3 separate regions of the Mus musculus genome follow, and all the other regions are linked to region 1. The links are chromatin contacts, called in public HiChIP or PLAC-seq maps. All regions are on one chromosome and are shown on one strand. Each heading gives the region's core, a stretch centred on a gene start, on an enhancer-like site or on the middle of the called end of the contact. The rest is flanking DNA. Distances are from core to core; before and after follow the strand shown.

Evidence for each region. HiChIP or PLAC-seq counts read pairs in DNA pulled down with a chosen protein or histone mark.
Region 2: a contact with region 1 is called in an H3K27ac HiChIP or PLAC-seq map of SST interneurons, with 21 times the contacts expected there. The contact joins the enhancer-like site here to the promoter of BC030500 in region 1. A contact is called at or near these places in 16 of 39 promoter capture datasets (the 3T3-L1 cell line, the C10 cell line, the HPC-7 cell line and 10 more), 2 of 484 Hi-C or Micro-C datasets (cortical neurons and forebrain), 6 of 115 datasets of contacts at active chromatin or transcription factors (SST interneurons, VIP interneurons, embryonic forebrain and 3 more) and 2 of 9 other capture datasets (embryonic stem cells and pancreatic islet).
Region 3: a contact with region 1 is called in an H3K27ac HiChIP or PLAC-seq map of SST interneurons, with 21 times the contacts expected there. The contact joins the enhancer-like site here to the promoter of BC030500 in region 1. A contact is called at or near these places in 7 of 39 promoter capture datasets (cranial neural crest, embryonic stem cells, frontonasal cranial neural crest and 4 more), 7 of 115 datasets of contacts at active chromatin or transcription factors (SST interneurons, VIP interneurons, embryonic forebrain and 4 more) and 1 of 9 other capture datasets (embryonic stem cells).

The regions. Positions count from the first base shown.
Region 1 is chr8:58,910,415-58,913,189 of GRCm38.p6, forward strand. It overlaps BC030500 (cDNA sequence BC030500), which reads left to right and starts at 1,341. Exons shown (of 3, transcript NM_173411.2): 1 at 1,341-1,388; 2 at 2,003-2,120; 3 at 2,446-2,775. The coding sequence starts at 2,095. It overlaps Galntl6 (UDP-N-acetyl-alpha-D-galactosamine:polypeptide N-acetylgalactosaminyltransferase-like 6), which reads right to left and starts at 1,213. Exons shown (of 12, transcript NM_175032.3): 1 at 923-1,213. The coding sequence starts at 1,060.
Region 2 is chr8:60,465,460-60,468,234 of GRCm38.p6, forward strand. No RefSeq gene overlaps it. Among named protein-coding and RNA genes, the nearest start is that of Aadat, 39 kb to the right of the region's middle. Within about 2 kb of position 1,437, at least 10 of the 459 cell types and tissues checked have an H3K27ac peak or open chromatin away from gene starts, as enhancers often do. A contact at or near this core is called in SST interneurons and VIP interneurons, where this site is marked.
Region 3 is chr8:60,443,875-60,446,649 of GRCm38.p6, forward strand. No RefSeq gene overlaps it. Among named protein-coding and RNA genes, the nearest start is that of Aadat, 61 kb to the right of the region's middle. Within about 2 kb of position 1,322, at least 6 of the 459 cell types and tissues checked have an H3K27ac peak or open chromatin away from gene starts, as enhancers often do. A contact at or near this core is called in SST interneurons, where this site is marked.

The sequences.
Region 1 (2,775 bases), core at 91-2,590:
TGATGACCCATGAAATTAAGCATATTAATATTATAAAGCAATCCTTGACACTGAATAGAGAAGTATAGTGTTTTCATGAAGTAGGCTGTAATCCCTTGTTCAAAGTTTTTCTTCTTTAAAAAAATACATGCTGTATTTGCTAATCAGCAGAAAAACAGCACTACTGATTTCCATCAGCATTTTGTGAAGGATAGTTGGTATTCTTACTCTCTATGAGAGTTACCTAGACACAGGATTAACTCTTACTGCAAACATAAGCATACTAATAGTTACATGCTAAGTAGAAGGAAGGCAAAATATCACACAGCCTGTTTAGCACATGAGGGAAGGCTTTTAGCAACAAAGTTATCAAATGTTGGAGGTGGGGGATTGAATATAGATTCTTAATAATTGTCTCTAGCAATTAACCTACCAGACCACATTAGGAACAGAGGAAACAAAAGACAAAGTTTAAGTTTCCACAGGATAAGAATCTTTTCATATATATACATATATATGCAAATGATTGATTTTGGAAAACCACTTTAAAATCTGAATAACTTAGTTGGCCAGATGCACTTAATACAGACACGCACACAAGACAGAAGGCAGAAACCAATCCCTGTAATTGAACTTGTACCAAAGCACTTCTGACTCCTTTCCACCCTGCCCCCTTCAAGTCAAAAAATTAATCACTGACCAATTGGAAGAGTATATACCTTCTCTTCTTGACCTTGGATTCTTTCTCATTTTATGTTCCATTCACCATTCACCGTGTCATGAGCTGCAAACCAGGACCTGCTCAAAGCCCAAAGTCCACAAAGTCCCTGTATTCAGTCCTATGAGGACTTGGGAGAAACTCCTTATACTTTTTCTCTATATGCCCCCAAACAGTGCATATCTAACCCATTCTCCTGGCCCCCTTGCCCTGACTGGTACTTACCTGATGCTCCGCGGGTTCTGCAGATTTCACCAGGTGTTTATCCTTGTACAAAGACCAGAGACCAATGTTGGGCAGGAAAATTAAAGCCACGGTGAATAACAAAGTCATTTGCAGAAACCTCTTCTGTTTCCTCTTCATTGCAAAGGATAACAATGGAGAAAAGTTAGAGATGTCTCCCAGACTACTTCTTGAGTTTAATGCCAAAGTCCTTTCCTCTTTCCTGGGAAGCACCAGAAACTGAGGGGAAGCAAAAAACTTTTGTTGTGTGCTCAGCACCAATCTGCAGGGTTCAGAGGGAGTTGGCCATCTGCAGAACAAACGCACAGTTACTTTCCCCCAGAAAACTATGACGACGGCATTATCTATTGGCTTAGAAATAAACGAGTCAACTGAGGAAATCGTTAAATCTATTGACCTCCATTAATATAAAGCAGTGGAGTAAATACGATCGTTTCATAGAATAATGGTAAGTTATGAGGAAGTCGAGAGCATGCTAGATCTATCAGTAAATAGGAGGTGTTTGTCTGTCGCTGTTTGCCCACCATCCCCCGCCCTTAGTGTGGGAGGTCCGGGATGTAGAGTCGGAGATGAAAAGCGAGAACTGAATGGGAGGGAGTGGCTTGGTCCAGTCAAGTGTCTGGAAGAAAAGTGTCCGCTTTTGACATTGGCACAACACCTTCCTTATCTTCCCCGAACAGCTTTTTATTTGCTTGCTTTGGGATAACCCACCTGAACTCAAGTTCAACTCCCTTGGAAGCCAGCTTGTCAGGCAAGATCCAGGGACACCATAACCAGGTCAGAACTATGTTTGGATAGGGGTTCACAAACTCCTGGATCTTCATGCGCCGTCAGAACACTCCTCTGCAGGCAGCATCTAGGCGACCTGGGAACCTGGCTGGAAGGAGGCTACAGATGTCAGCGGAGTCCAGCCAGGAAGTGCAGGCGCAAAGACGTCCCTTCCTCCAAGTGCAGTCCTGGGAATGAGAGCCTCAGAGAAGTGTGCTCTCTACCCATCAATCTCGCCCCCTTCCTCTGCTGACGCTCTCACGCTCCACTGTTCATGTTACCATTCTTTTCCAGCAACTGAACGAACCCAGCGAAGCATCACCAGCACCCCCAGGGCAGTATTTCTGATCTCCACTTCACGGCAAGGGACGGATGGCAGGCGGCGAATGTCAAGTGTGACCGGGCTTTACAGGCAAGTGGGAGAGGGCGCGCGGAGGATGAGTGAGGACGGCGAGAACGCGCGTGGAGCTGGCACCCAGGGGTCCGCCTCCCGCTGGCTGTCTCCTGCCTGCTGGCGATGATACTGGTGTCTACCACGTGCGGGAGCCTAGAAGCCGGGAGGGGAGGGCGAGTCACGGCCGGAAGGTAGTGGCCACTGCCTCGCGGCTGCCAGATGCTACATAAACAAACCCAGAGGCTAGGGGGAAGGAGAGGAGGATGAAGGCGGGGACAGAGAAATCGATTTGCAGCTCCGGGACAATCGGATCCTCTCTTCTCGGGTAATCTCGAACCGGCAGGGAGACTGGTTCGTCTCTGAGCTCACCCGAAAGGCGCCAGGCCAGAAATTCCGGAGTACAAGTCGCCCTGAGCGGGAGGGCAATGGAAGAATTCCTCCATGGTCCTGATGGGATCGCAGCGAGGAAGGCGCGGCAGCGACAGCGAGCAGAGGCAACCCAGTCTGGACTGGTCCCTGAGAGGAGGGTTTCCCCAGAACCTACAGCTCAAGCCAGGTACGTAGCGTGGAAGGAGAAAGAGGATTCCCACGCCGCGTGGACAGCGTTGTTAGCCGCAGCTTCCAGACAACACTGTGGAGAACAGAGGCAGCTCAGCGGGAGTCGGCCAGCACC
Region 2 (2,775 bases), core at 187-2,686, 1.6 Mb after region 1:
GTCTACACCCAAAGGAATCAAACACAGCAGAGATGAGGCACGCTGGTGTTCATGGGGAAACTCTGACATAGCCCTAGCTGTGGAATCAGTGAAAGAATGCATAAAGAGGATGTGGCACACATAGACATGCAGGAAAAGATAAATGGTGGCCCTGGGATTCAACATGGTAAATAAACCAGACAAGTGCATTGTGGATTTTTTTGTAGGCAGCCAGGCGCCTAAAAGATGGCGCCGGCCTCCAGTACACCATCACCGTAAACAACGCCACTGTACAGGCCAGAATAAACTCCTTTCCCTTTACATTGCTTTTGTCTAAATATACTTGAACTCTATCTTAAGATAGGTAACTTTATCTTGAATGAATTTTCTGTTTCAGGTATTTTCAAATGAAAATACTTTCACCAGTGTATTTAATTTCTGACTTTAACATCAACCCACAACACCCATTCTTCCCTATAAACAGAAATCAGATTACCAGTGCGATGATACCTACCAGTAATCTCAGCCCAATGAGGGGGTTAGCAGGAGGATCTTGAGTTCAAGACTGGCCTAGTTATCTGGCTCTAAAAAGAAAGGCACATGAGGAGGAAGTAGGAGAACAAAGTCTCATCCATGTGTCTTTATGATGGCTCTTCCCGCAGCTTCCTCTGTAATACAGTGGCACTTACCTCTTGCCTTTCCAAGGTCGCAGAGCTATGGCCAAAAGTGGTCACTCAAGCTTACTATTTCCTAATAGCATCGCCAAGCAAAAGAAGTCTGCTTGTGCCAAAACTTGTGTCAGCTCCACGTGTAAACAGTGATGTTGCTGGTAATATTCAGTCTGCACATTAGTTGATGATTACAGCTGAGAGTTTTAAATGATGAGCACCTATGTCTCCATTTGATGACAGTAATGACTGCTTATCTGGGATATCTGGCTTAGCTGGGGCATCCCTAAGCCACAGGGAGACCAATCTTTATCCATCAGAGGTATGGAAGTGGGGTTGCTCAGCCAGGCTCATCCATCTACCTATGTCTCATTTGTCTACTTAGTAGCTTCATGTCCTTCCTCTCAATGTCATTAGATCTCGTTCCCTCTGCTTCTCCTTACAGTGGACACGATGGTATCCATCCCCAGAGTATCAGCAACATTGGACACATTTATTATGATTTTTAGATAGAGAACACATGCTCTTTAGAAAAATGCTCTATCCTGCACACTCTATTGGGTAAAGAAAGACTAGAGAAATTTCAATTTAACCCGAAGAGTTCCTCCAAATGAAGTGGAGGCAAAAAGCTTGAGTTTTCACATCAAAATACGAGCCTTTCTGGCACACAAAATAGAAACGTAACAACATTTTGTTCAACAAATAAATCTGTGACTTGCCACACTGTATATAAGGTATTCTGAATTGGACTATAAATGAGATACGGCACACTGTGAGAGGCTTCGCAGAAAAGCAGAGCGAAAACCCTTGGGCTTTACAAAGCAGTGAAGAGGGGAGATCCAACGAGTCTGTTCTTAATAAAGCAGAGATCCCAGGAAAGAGAATGAGGCTTAGGAAAAGAGTGAGGATTACCAGAAGCGGGCAAGAGGAAAATGAGTGAGAGCCTGAGAAACAGTCAATCAAATGCCTGTCTCGGCCAGAAACACCATCCCCAACTACCGGGGCTGCAAACCAGTCCGGGAGAGCCACCTAGTGTTCAAGCCTGTAAACGCATCTTCTCTCCCGGACCTGTCAATGGAAGTTGACAGCCAGCACAGATGACTAGAACCTACCCAATCTTATGACCCACTCAGTGGTTTTGGGTATAAGGAAACTGAATTTAAAAAGAAAGCTTAATAGATAAACGTCGGCAATACAACATGCATGCTGGAGTAGAACTCAGAAGGTCAGCTTTCTTTCTCTATACCCTTTTTCCTCTGAGACAGCTCACTTCAAATCCAAGTGGTCCTTTTCAAATTGTTCTCTTGCATCCAAGGGATAGGTAGCAATGCCCTCTACCGAAACACTATTGCCATTGAAGTTAAGATGACCTGTTAGCCAGGGATGGTGACACTGACCCTTAATCTCAGCTTCAGTCAGAGCTCTGGGTGTTCAAGGCTAGCCTGGTCTACAAAAGAAGTTCCAGGACAGGGCTGCAAAGTGAGACCCCATTTTAGACAACAAGAACAACAGCAATACAGGGTTCTTGAAGCAAGATGCATGGTCCAGGGAGACTTAGTCCTTCTTAGTCCAAAACTAAGAAAAATGCTAACATTCCTGAATTTCTGGGCATGTAGTATTGTATGTACATATTCATTTGTGCATGAGTGCATGCGAGTTTGAATACATGTGCGTGCATGCTTATGAAGACCAGGAGTCAAGTCGTGTTTCCTCAGTCACTCTCCACCTTATTTTTGAAGCAGGGTTCCCTCACTGAACCTTGAGCTCATTCATCCCACTAGACTTGTTGGCCAGTGAGATCCAGGAGCAGCCTGTCTCCACCCTTCCAGTGCAGGGATTGCATGTGCAGTGCAAAGGCCGGATTATTTTCTTAAGTGGTTTCTACAGATCCAGACTCGGAACCCCACAATTGCACAGCAAACACGTCACCAATGGTGCCATCTCCAGACCCCCATTCATAAGTTTCTTGGATGTACTAAGCACTGGACTGGTGATGTCAGAAGTATTATCTCCAATCCTTGCAGAAGGTTTGCCAATCAAGAAACACACAGAAATTCTACATAGAAATCGAAACTCAGGGAATGGGTGTGGTAATTTTAATAAGAGTGGCCCTCACAGGCTGTTATTT
Region 3 (2,775 bases), core at 72-2,571, 1.5 Mb after region 1:
TCCCTAAGTCTGTAACATTCCCCATAGAACAACATTCATTGTTATTTAATTTTTTCTTCCAATTTCCTACTGCTCTTTATCAAAAAATAAAATAAAAACTTCCTCAATATGATACAGCTATCATTCCCAAATGGTCAGTGTTTGAGTTTCTTTATATCTCATTCTTTAATCTAAAAAGATGGGAACTTCACTCTTTTGGTGAAAGATAAATACCATGTACTGTGTAGGAGATTAAAAAAAAAAAAAAAAAAAAAACACTCTGACCTTCAATGTTGGCTTTGCTGTGATTGTGAACTTGAATGGGCCAGGGTGACACACATATATACACATCAGCAAAACATTCATACACATAACATAAAATAAATTCAAAAGGAAAGAAGCATTTTTTATGCTGGTTGTAGTAGTACACAAGTGTATTCACAACATTCTGGAGGCAGAGGTAGAAAGGACACTGCAAATTTAAGTCCGTTCTAGTCTACATAGCAAGTTCCAGGCCAGCCTAATCTACATAGTGTGGTCCTGTCTTAAAACAAACTGAACCATAGTTAAAGTGTGACCTGCATGCAAATGGTCACCACACTGGACAAGCGGAAGCAAATGGATCAAGAGTTCAAGCTTGACTGAGCTTCATGGTGAGATTCTACCTCAAAAACTATAAAGTTACATTTGTTAAGTACGTGATATAGAATCAATTTTCCTCAAGACTAACAAACAAAAATTTATTTTAAATTTGAGCCTTAAACATTCTTATTTTGAAGCACAATTATTTTTTAGTTGAAGAGCAGAATTCCCAGATTTCATGTAACCTGGCATTGCACTAGGGTTTTCTGAAACTGATGCATTAGTGAGTGAGATTTTGCTCTTAATCATATTTTAGAAGGTGTCAGATGCTTCTCATAAAGAAATATAGTGCTTGCATTTTTTTCTCATACACAATCTGTGTGCACATGCTTCCAAATATCTATTCCTCTTCACATAAGGATGACGGGCTCAGGTTTCTAAGTCTGGGCCAAATACGAAACCTTGTGATAGCTGTCAACATAGAATGAGGTCAGATTTTTGTCTTTGAATCTGATTTTCTGTCACCTTCCCTAGGCCCTGCATGTCCTTTGCCTACTTGTCCCAGTGTGCAGCCATATGATGAGCATCATTTGCAGTAGTCCCTGCCATTGCATCACAGCTATGTCGCTTTCGTGAGTTCAATATTCCCTTCACCATTATTTGAAGAGAGTGACAAGCAAACAACTGCTGTGGAAGCGCTGGAGCTTGTTCAGTGTGGCATTCAAGAAAGCATCCACATCCCACATCCACATCGCGAATCTCTGTAGTTTGACTGCCATCTAGAGAAGACCAGACATACTGAAAATTGACAGAGCTGAACACCTTCGCTGCTTTGCTGTTTGCTGTGTCTTTGAAACACCATAAAGAAATGAATTTAAAACATGAAATATAGAAAATGTGTAAATGTTGTGTGGTGTTAATAATGATCTAGTTTTTTTTTTCACAAAACTGTGTTACATTTCTAAGGAGAAATGACACTGTTAGTGATAGCAATCTGCTTGCTGTTAAATTTACAGTATGGAAACCTCATGAAAATATTCATCAAGGTAATGTAGGTGTTACGCTGCACACTTGTAATGCCATAATTAAGACAGAAAACTTACACCTTCTCGATTCTCTGGATTGATTATTGACTCCTGGCTTCTTCTTAAGACAGATTCTGAAACTGTCTGTGCAGTTCTTGTTGAATTCATACTGACAGACAACAAATTTCCCAGCTTTATAAGTTTTGTAAAAGGCCTTTCAGGTGGCTTTATGAAGAAGGAGTTTCAGCTGCTTCTGCATTTTTTTAAATATTACTAGTTATTTGCTTTTATATTAGAGTTTTTGGTTTTGTGTTTTTATGGGCTTTGTTTTTGGTGTGTGTCTGTGTGTCTGTCTTTCTTTGTCTCTCTTTCTGTCTGAGTGCCTGTCTATCTGTGTGAATACATGTCTATGTTTTGGGGGCTTTTGTTTTTTTCAGCTTGCCTGTTTGTTTTCTAAAGAAAGAGAGGAAGAAGGCATAGAGTTGAATAAGTAGGAAGTGGGAGTACTTTGGGAGGAGATACAGGAGGAAAGTGTGAATGAAATAAATTGTAAGGAAAATACTTCTTCAATTAAAAAATTATTTTTAAAAGGAGCAGCTTTTAATGAAAGATCTGGATAAGCAGAGTATGTAAAAGTCAGTTTCTTTCAAAAAAGCACCAGAAGCTATCTTCTGTGTATATACATTCAACATTCATTTCCTTTTGTTTTCTGCTATGAAGACATTGATGGACCAGCTTGACTCCATCTTAAAGATGCAAGCCATTTTGTTATAAGGTCAAAATGTGTTCATTTCTGTGTTCTGCAGAGTTCAAGTTGACCATGTTTTAAACTGTTTCTAGATGTGACTATGGGAGTTTGACTCATACCTTGAATACATCCTGACAAGATGTTCTGCCAAATAATGTTGAAATGTTCTATCAAGTTCCTACAAAGACAAAATCCTCCTGAAAATCTCTCAACCCCTAGGAACCCCAAGGCTTGCAGGTTTGGGGAGCTATATAAACCCTACCTCTCCTATGTTATATGCTATTTTCACAAACCCTGCTTTGGGGAGATAGCTTTCTCTGATGGAAAATAAAGCTTGCTTAATCCGACCAAAGAATTTGGGTAATAGTCTTCCCTCTTGTGTGCTGGGATTAACAGACTTCTGAAGAGTTTACAGAGCTGAGTATCTCCACATTAGCCCAG